Linked DNA regions of Mus musculus: region 2 is linked to region 1. Evidence: chromatin contacts called from public promoter capture Hi-C data. All regions are on one chromosome and are shown on one strand. The core of a region is the stretch at or near the end of the contact, and the rest is flanking DNA. Distances in the headings are between cores, read along the strand shown. Region 1 holds the start of Sesn3 (sestrin 3). Region 2 overlaps Endod1 (endonuclease domain containing 1).

Region 1 (5,060 bases), core at 2,069-4,568:
GCACTCACGTATGTGTAGTACGCCACCTTACTTTTGAACTGGCAGGGGAATGGGCTGACAGTTAACCTTATTTCCTTAATATGCTTTGCCATTTCATGTTTGAAATTAAAGATTAGATCCCTGTGGTTGTTACTGGAATTTATTCAGGTAAAATGCTTTATATTTCAAGTCTTGTTATGTTCTCAAAAGTAAACAGTATTTCCTCTTGTTAGAAAGTGCATTAAACTGTATAGTGGTGACAGAGCAGACAGACCTAGTGCTATAGATTGGATGCTCTTGCTTTCTCTTCTTTGTACTTCTATGACCCAAATCAGATACCAACTCAGATAGTTTCAATACTTTAACAATTCTCTTTATTTTCTAAGACACTGGACCAAAACTGTGAAGATACTTCTAAGGATAAACAAGACTCTCACACAACACAAAATTGACTGTTCAGACTCAGAGTTAAAACAAATTATTTCCTTTGAAGGTTAACTGAGTTCCTTTTAAGGTTTCTCCAGAAGCCATCATCTAGTGCATATACTGCTCACAGCCAGGAAAAGGCCTTCTGCCTTATATAAAGGTAAAGGCATTTGCTCCTTATTGATGACAGTTCTGATAGCCAAGGGTCATTGATGTGGATGCAGGAGACACTCATCATGCTTCCCAGCGATCCTCACCCCACTAAAACCAATGTGCTTGCTTACTGCTGCACACTAGTATACGGAAGCAAGAAAACAAAGAATTGAGCCGTGATGGCTGTAGACTTAACTTTCTATCAAAAAATAAAAACGTTAGAGTTACAAGTAAATTTTTGTGTGGCATTTTTAGGATGATGAAGCCTTTAATGCTAGATACTGATTTCTTACTAGAGTGTTTAAGAATGGCAATCTCATAAAGCTTCAAATGTTGCCAGATCATGTCTAAACTGGCATAAACAATTCTTTTCTCATCTAAACTCATTTCATGCCACTACATGAGTCAAAATTAAACATCTTGTAGTTACTGAAAACTGGATACTGGCAGAGGTGTGCACAATTATAGAATAGAAAACTGTGAATGCCCACTTTGCACATACTTCTTATAGTTATGGTTGGAAGTAAGATGGTCTACCTAGGTAAACAGAGATATTAGTTTCTTAAAAAACTGGAAGAAAAACATAAATATGTCAGTAGTGCTAGTGATTCATGACACTAATCAAAGCTCTTTCAAAAGAAAAATAAAAAGGTGCAAAGCTGAGTCTCTATCTCAAGCCAAACAAATGCCATTCATTTTAAATTTTTTATTAAAAATTTTAATGTGGCCGGTCGGTGGTGGTGCACGCCTTTAATCCCAGCACTTGGGAGGCAGAGGCAGGCGGGTTTCTGAGTTTGAGGCCATCCTGGTCTACAAAGTGAGTTCCAGGACAGCCAGGGCTATTCAGAGAAACCCTGTCTCAAAAAAACAAACAAACAAACAAACAAACAAAATCAATGTGCTTCCATTGAAATAGAATCATATCACTTAAATAAATTAGTTATAGCACTGTTCTCCACATTAGGATAAAAACTTCCTTTCATTTTAGCAGGGAGAAAGTTGAATTAAATAGGTTTCACTGGCCCTGTTTCTTCTGACAAAGACAGTTTCAGCTTAAAAATTAAGAAACAATAAGTTTTAAAGCCTCTATTCAGATGCCATGTGGTCCAGCAGTGAAAGAGTTAACATTCAACGTCGCTGAACCAAGCAAGCTTCTGATCCATTCCATTTCTCACAAGCTGCCCTACAATGAGCTGAGCAAGTATCAACTGTAATTTGATCCAGGAGTTTATGGGGAAAAAAATAACTGCACATACTCAACATGCACATTTAATAAAAATCTTTTTTAAGAGAAACATATCCAATAAACACAATTTAAGGCGTATTTAATTGTTTGATTAACTTCAAACCTGCAATTCCTTTGCTTTCCTGACGCTCTCAAATAAAATAGGAGAAAGGAGGGGGAAGAACCAGCTCCACGGCAGGGAAAAGAGGCTTGAAAAACAACTTTGATTGGCACTTGGCCTGACCCACAGAGGAAGAAAAACAGTTTTTGGACAAAGAGCGCAAATATTTGAGCTTGCTTATTTATGTGCTTGCTTGTTTTTCCTAGGACATAAAGAGCAATCCTAAATTGACTGTAGATAGGAAAATTGACAAAAACGGCACCATATTCATCTTAGCTCTCAAATATGCACAGCTCAGCAATTTTAATTCATTGGTGCTGGACAAACAGAAACACCTCACCTAATGATTTCATTTCATGCAATGTAAAAATAAGAGTGTAAAAAAGAAACAGATTATATTAGTCAAGGAGGCTATTCAGATCTTATTAAAACCTCTTCTGCGTCTACAGGGACATTTTGTCATCCTTTCTCTCCCTGCATCCCCATCCCCCACGGGGCGATTAAGCCAAGTAAGCTAAACAATACTGGAGTAAACTTTCTATCAGTCACTCTGGAAAGCAATAAGCCAATCCTGGGTCGGATTTTCTCGATCGACATCGCGGTGGGGGATGATAAGGAGGGCGAACCCAAGTCGTCTTCAGCCTCCACCTCCACCAACCCAAGCTGAAAGCGCTGGAAGATCGAACAGCATTTCCTATGGGTATAAAGTTCAAGATGCCTTCATGGTGCCTTTCGGGACCCACCAAGAGAATGTCAAGAGGCGGTGCCAAGGCACCGTAGGCCTGGCAGAAGCGACCCAGTCGAAGAAAACACCCCCCCAGAGTCAGCCACCGGGGAGAGGCAGCCAGTCTCCTGCAGACCAAACTGGTTGCTGTGATTTCAGGCCAGCCTCCATCCCCAGCCGAGCCGGTTCCTCCCAGCATCCCAGCATCCCTTCAGCCTCGGGGCAGACCCGGCGGCAGCCCAGGGGCCGGGCGCAGGGACCCGCGGGGGGACACTTTGCCTCTCGTCCCCCCTCCCCCGCAAGCGCCGCCCGGACCCGGACCGTGGGGAGCGCCTCGCCGCCGGACGCGGCCGCGCCGTACCTTCCGCAGCACTTTCCGGCAGTTGGTGCAGAGCAGGTAGTTGGCCGAGGCCGACGCGCTGCTGCCACCGCGGTTCATCGCGCCGGAGCCGGGCTGTCACCGCGGCCGCTAGCGAAGGGCTGCTTCAACGTTCTCTTCTCAGGGGGTCGGGCGGCAGCGACGGCGCAGCGGCTGCCCGCGCGAGCTCGGCGGGGACGGCAGCCGCGGCACTCAGCGACCCGTTGTTCCTCCCGCCCCCATCGCCAGACCCCCGCCCCGCCAGCCAGGACGAGCAGCCGCGGCCGTCTCAGCTTCTCAGTGCGGCCCCGCCCCCGAGGCCCGCCGCCTTCAGGGCAGCCGCGCTGGGCACCGCCCCCTCCCGCCAACCAGACGGCACCGGCAACGCCCCCTTCTGCACCCGCATCCAATGAGTGGCTCCGGCCAATCGCGGGAGGCGAGAGCAACACGAATCTCCGGGCAAGTTAAGTTTATCTCCGAGGCTCGATGCTGAAGAGTGACCCTGGGTTAGTTAGGTAGTGGGGTGGGAGGGACTCCAATCTACCAATGAGAAATGGAGGTGTGGTGTATGCAAATTATCAGGAACTCTAGCGCCACCCTCAGGACAAGCCACGCCTCTCTGCAAAAACCGTGCAGAATGGAGAGTGAGATTAAATAGCTGGAAGCTAGAGCTCGCTAGAGGATCTGAGACCTAGCTAAACATTTCCTGATCTCTCGGGAGTGGGCCGGGTGGACGCTAGAACGTTCCTTCCTCCGGGGCAGAGATTCAGCTTTCTCTCCATGGATCTAAATCTAATAGCTGTGAGGAAGACTGCGGTCTTGCAGCACTTTGCTCCCACAGATCTCAAAGAACTTTATGTTCTTTATGCACTCTGTAAATCTGGTACGAAAGACCAACTACCTACGGCTGTAGAGTTAGAAGTCTACACAGCTATTGGAGTTGGAGACCCGGAGACACATCTTTGGTTTAGGGGTTTTTCCCTCTCTCCGACGATCGTTCTCACAGCAAAGAAAGTTCGTTTATCATGAACAAGTCAGAGATTGATACACACACACACACACACACACACACACACACACACACACACACACAAATCCTGTGGGAGGCCTCTGGTTAGAAACTTGCAGAGCACAATCCCTGCCTGTGATGGAAGGTTTTGAGTACGAATTGCCATTTAAAACGATTGGACTGGACCTTCCTCTCTCAAAACTGACAACGGTGAGTCAGGGTTTAGCTTCTATGTTCTGGAGACAGAAGGCATAAGTCACTGAGGAAAGCTCCGGCTGGCCAGATGCCCAACCCAGGCGAGTGAGAGAGCCAGGTACTCCGAGGGGCCAAACACCAACCCCGGACTGCAGACCAGACTCTGGCTGCCTGCTCCCCAGTGAGAACAAAGGCGGTGCAAAGCGAGCACCTGATTGGCTCAGGGTGCTCACCGGTGTCGTGGAGCCCATGATAGGGTGCTTCTGCTACTGGCGCAGAGCACCAAGCTCCCAAGAACTGCAGTTCCCCAGCCGGCCTTGGCGGTGACCACACCGCACTGCGTGCTATGACATCACCTGTTTTCGCTCTTGAGAACCTAATCTGTATTCTCGGCTTCTCGTTTTCTAAAGGTCTCGAGTGTGTCAGGAATTGTGAAGGCCTGCAATTTGTAGAATGTATCTGTGGAGATGGTTTTAAAGAACCGACCCACTGGTTTACTTGTATTGTTTTTCTTGTATTGTTTTTAATTTAACATACTACCCTGTGTTAGGAATTTTGTGTACTATGATGTAAAATCGGGAAGGCGCTGTTGGAGAAGCCTGCACGGTTAGCATAACAAAGCCATTAGACCAAACTGTTGTTCAAACTACCAATCTCTTCCATACTCAACATCTGTCTCCACTCCATCTCTTTAGAGACCTACACCTTAAACAAGCCTACACAAAGAACAAAGGAGATGAAAATCTGCCCGCACAGGTTTAAACAGACTGAACAACCTCAAGGGTCTATCTAGGTGATATGGTTAGGTGAAGGTCCATTTAGCTAGTGATAGCAAAGTGTGGTCTGATGCTGGGTAGACCTCCATAGTCT
Region 2 (4,498 bases), core at 1,366-3,865, 89 kb before region 1:
AACCATAGATTGTGTATGTGTAGATATGTGTGTGCGACTGTCCAGAAATTTCCATTGTATTTAGAAATGCATGCGCCATTTCATACCCGTTATCTTAGTAATCAAGGTTCTATGATGCCTCAACAAAGATGTCTCTCAAGCAATCATTGCGCCTCAGGAAGAGGCTGTATGGGCCCCATCAGTGAGCAAACTTGTAGATAAGCAGAAACAATTTACTACATATCTTAACTTAGACATAGAAGAGCTAAGGGCTTCAAATGCAGTCTACTCTAACCTGCCTTGCTTTCAGAAAAATAAATGACTCACAGATGACTAGAAACAGCCCCGCCCTCCTTCCCTTTCCTATGTCTCTGCAGCAAAGAGAACTATTGTCTTTTCATTGTCTAGAACAGGAGATAGGATCAGGAGTCACCATTGCTCAAAGCCCTGCAGTCTGTAAGGTAGATGTCCACATTTTCCCTATTTCTTCCTCATTCCATTTCCATCCCATCTCCTTTTCCTTTATCTCAGTGTTAGCATGGAAGCCAGTGCTTCATATGTGTACTGGCTAGTTTTGTGTCAACTTGACACAGCTGGAGTTATCACAGAGAAAGGAGCTTCAGTTGGGGAAGTGCCTCCATGAGATCCAACTGTAAGGCATTTTCTCAATTAGTCATCAAGGGGAAAGGCCCCTTGTGGGTGGGACCATCTCTGGGCTGGCAGTCTTGGTTCTATAAGAAAGCAGGCTGAGCAAGCCAGGGGAAGCAAGCCAGTAAAGAACATTCCTCCATGGCCTCTGCATCAGCTCCTGCTTCCTGACCTGCTTGAGTTCCAGTCCTGACGTCCTTGGTGATGAACAGCAGTATGGAAGTGTAAGACAAATAAACCCTTTCCTCCCCAACTTGCTTCTTGTTCATGATGTTTGTGCAGGAATAGAAACCCTGACTAAGACAATATGTGTCAGGCAAGGTCTCGTTGGCTTTGGCGCTCCATTATAGTGATAATCTGATATGGAGATGCTGTCCATAAACATGTTCTGAGTTTTCAGATGGCGCTGACATTGGTCCCTCAGGTGGAGTCCTGTGCCTATGCACCTTGTTGGCCAGGCCCTTTGCTGCTCTCTTCTGAAGTGCTCTTCTCATCTCCCAGCTGCAAGGACCAAGACAAGCTGCCGCTGCGCTTGCTTTCCCAGTTTTATCCTGGCATCTGCAAGTTTGCATTGTCTACAAGGCCCCTGCCCTTTATCCATTCCAGGCTTACTGGATTTTCTAATAACAGGGTCCCTGATATTTAGCCTCACTGATGCAAGAACTGTGGACTCAACTACTTTTAATCACATGCACAGGGACATGGGGTTGGGTGGGTCTGACATGAGAATACACTAGGAGATTCTCAGACACAGGAAACACAGGGACATGGGGTTGGGTGGGTCTGACATGAGAATACACTAGAAGATTCTCAGACACAGGAAACACAGGGACATGGGGTTGGGTGGGTCTGACATGAGAATACACTAGGAGATTCTCAGACACAGGAAACACAGGGACATGGGGTTGGGTGGGTCTGACATGAGAATACACTAGGAGATTCTCAGACACAGGAAACACAGGGACATGGGGTTGGGTGGGTCTGACATGAGAATACACTAGGAGATTCTCAGACACAGGAAACACAGGGACATGGGGTTGGGTGGGTCTGACATGAGAATACACTCGAAGATTCTCAGACACAGGAAACACAGGGACATGGGGTTGGGTGGGTCTGACATGAGAATACACTAGAAGATTCTCAGACACAGGAAAGGAGGCAAATTACTCAGGTCTCAAAGGAACCAGGCTGGGAAATTTCAGGAAACAAGATGACTGTGATCCTTAAAGTTTTGTTTTCTCTCCCAAATTAAATAATATATATGTGTTTGTGTTTCTACCTGGTGGGGGTAGGTGCAGGTGCACGTGCCACGGTCCGCAGGACACAGCATGCCTGTGGCACTCAGAGGAGCTTTGGGGGCAACAGTTCTCTTCTTCATGGGTTCCATGAATTGAACACAGAAATCTGCATTCTAACAGGGAATGATATGTTTGCAGATGAACTGAATTCGGAGACTTAGCGATTTAAGATGTTAGGAATGGGGACTCCTAATTTTACCTGACAACTCTGAATTCAGTACCACATGTGACTGTCAAAAGAGTTGCTCTGGAAAGGCAAACAATGTCCAGTGCAAAAGAGACTGTGCCATAGGGAAGGAACCCAAGGCAACTGGGCTTGTAACCTGAGAGAATTCTGCAAGCTGGAAAGGCCTGAGAGGAACCAGTCTCTTTCTTACGCTCCCAGGAGATTGAATGGGGACCTCAGCAAGAGCAGGGGCAGCCAGAGCAGTCCCCAGAGAGCTGGCTTGCCCTGGTGCAGCCCTCCCCTTGGGGCTTCCTTTCCAGCACTGACTGCCAGTTTGGAATTGGTGTGTTCTATTTTAATTTCTTTTCAAGAAAAAGTCTGAAGTGGAAAGGGTTTCTTTTTCCCCAGCGATTCTGAGTCAGTTGATGAGAAGGTGGTCTGAGTATCCTTGCAGGTCATACAGCACTTAACTCATGGGTGTGCCCAGCCAGGCTGGCTGCTGGAAGCCAAAGCAGGAAGGTGTGTGTGGTCAGGGAGCCCAGAGGAAGGTGATTCACCAGGAAGAAGGCCAGTAGGCCCGTTATGGTACCAGACACTCAGCACAGGAAATGGAAACCTCTTGATTTCTGGGTCTAAAAAAAGCAGAAGAAAGAACATTAGCATCCATCTAAATCCTCTGCAGCTGCCTCTCTTCTCAGGGGATTCGGAATTACAGATGCCTCCTAGTAGGGAGTTAGGCAGGCTCATTTCTTTATGGGTGGGTCAGTACTTCCTTTGTTCTGGGAGCTGGAAGGCTTCCTCTCTGTCCCTCCTCCATCCATTGCAGCAAGGCTGCTGTTTGAGGCTCCCTGGATCTTTGTTGTTGTTGTTGTTGTTGAAAGGCAGTTCCTTATTATCCATAGTGAGATGTTTGGGTGGAAGCCTTCTGGCCCCAAAGACAGTTAACTCCCGTGTTGGATCACAGGGAGCCTTTCTGCTCTAGACAGTTCTGGTAAGATCATCTATCCTATTGATTGATGATTCTAGCTCAAGGTTCTTGCCCTTCCTGGTAAGGAGGGACTTCTTCTACCCAGTGGTGACGGACAGGGCGTGTGTGCGCATGCGCATGCGCGTACTTGCTCATCATCTTCATTCAGCAGAACACACACCATTCAGCCTGCTCTATTATTCAAGACTTATTAAAAAATAAAAATAAAACAAGGCTGTAGGAAGACTCTGTCCCCAGTTAAACTGGTGTTCACTGGGTCGGCTCCCCTATGAGTGCTTATCTGGTTGTGGCTTAAAATTCTCCAAGGGGAAGGAAACGCCACCCTTGCCAAGGCAGCCCACCCAAGCTTAAAGTCCGCTTTGATGACTCTTCTTCAGCATACCTTTTCCTAGTGGAAGTTTGTGAGGCAGCAACAGAGAAAGGACAATCTGCTCTCTTCCCAGTCTCTTGTAAACTGTGATGAATCCTGCGTGCATCCTGTGGGTAGGCTGTCGTGCCAGGTGTGTAGCAGAGACCGTTGGACACTAGCCTTGACCCATCAGTTCAGCCGCTCAGACAGATGGGTGAATGCACTTGGCAGGGACTGACTGGAAATGTAAGATCCATGGCTCTCATCCTTTCTTTTTCATTTTTTTTTCTTTTTTTCTTTTCTTTTCTTTCTTTTTTTGTTTCTGTTTTTGTTTTTTTTGTTTGTTTGTTTTTGTCTTTTCAGGGCAAGGTGTTTCTGTGTAGCTCTGGTTGTCCTTGAACCTTCTCTGTAGAGCATGCTGGCTTTGAACTCAGAGCTCTATCTGCCTCTGCTTCCCTAGTGCTGGAAATAAAAGTCATGTGCCACTGTGCCTTAAACAGAGTAAGAGATAGCTTATTCTGGTGCCATTTTGAGTGACTGTGGCCCTGAAAGACACATTTAGGTTACTCAAAAGTTCATGTTCCAATATGGAAGTAGTCTCACAAGGTTTTTATAGTTTTACAGAACAAAAAGAGTCATGCATCAAGGCAAGTTTAAAATACATTGCTGGGTGTGGCAGAGAGGCAGGTTCATGGAAGTGAAGGGAACTTTTGTACAGATGTAAGATGCTGTCTGATAACACAGTTAGCTCTTTGACTGGTGGAATTAAGTTAGTAGCTTCTAAGAGGTTTTTGTTTAGATACAAAGTTGGGAAGGAATGTCTGTTTCAGAAGGCTGAAGTTAACCCAAGATGAAGCCTCTGAACCTGCAAAATTTCAGTTTTTCCACAGTACTGAAATTCCAGTTTGTCCATCAATCTCTGCAAACACAGAAACCTTCCAGGAGGTTTTGTTTGTAGCTGGACACAGCTTCTCTTCATTCATAGTAGTCATCTTGCTAAATCTCCTCAGCCTCCCCAGGCTCCGCCTCCATGTCTACCCGAGGCCCAGGCTCCGCCTCCATGTCTGCCC

What was found. Promoter capture Hi-C pulls out the DNA fragments that hold promoters and counts their contacts.
Region 2: a promoter capture Hi-C map of pre-B cells shows a contact between it and region 1, with 2.2 times the contacts expected there. The contact joins the enhancer-like site here to the promoter of Sesn3 in region 1. A contact is called at or near these places in 5 of 39 promoter capture datasets (the 3T3-L1 cell line, 3T3-L1-derived adipocytes, liver and 2 more), 3 of 484 Hi-C or Micro-C datasets (LSK cells, granulocyte-monocyte progenitors and nephron progenitors) and 2 of 115 datasets of contacts at active chromatin or transcription factors (CD8 T cells and effector CD8 T cells).

What each region holds. Positions count from the first base shown.
Region 1 is chr9:14,274,559-14,279,618 of GRCm38.p6, reverse strand. It overlaps Sesn3 (sestrin 3), which reads right to left and starts at 3,318. Exons shown (of 10, transcript NM_030261.4): 1 at 2,990-3,318. The coding sequence starts at 3,067.
Region 2 is chr9:14,363,793-14,368,290 of GRCm38.p6, reverse strand. The region is part of intron 1 of Endod1 (endonuclease domain containing 1); the gene reads left to right. Among named protein-coding and RNA genes, the nearest start is that of Gm34156, 3.5 kb to the left of the region's middle. Within about 2 kb of position 2,615, at least 121 of the 459 cell types and tissues checked have an H3K27ac peak or open chromatin away from gene starts, as enhancers often do. A contact at or near this core is called in CD8 T cells, LSK cells, granulocyte-monocyte progenitors and 2 more, where this site is marked.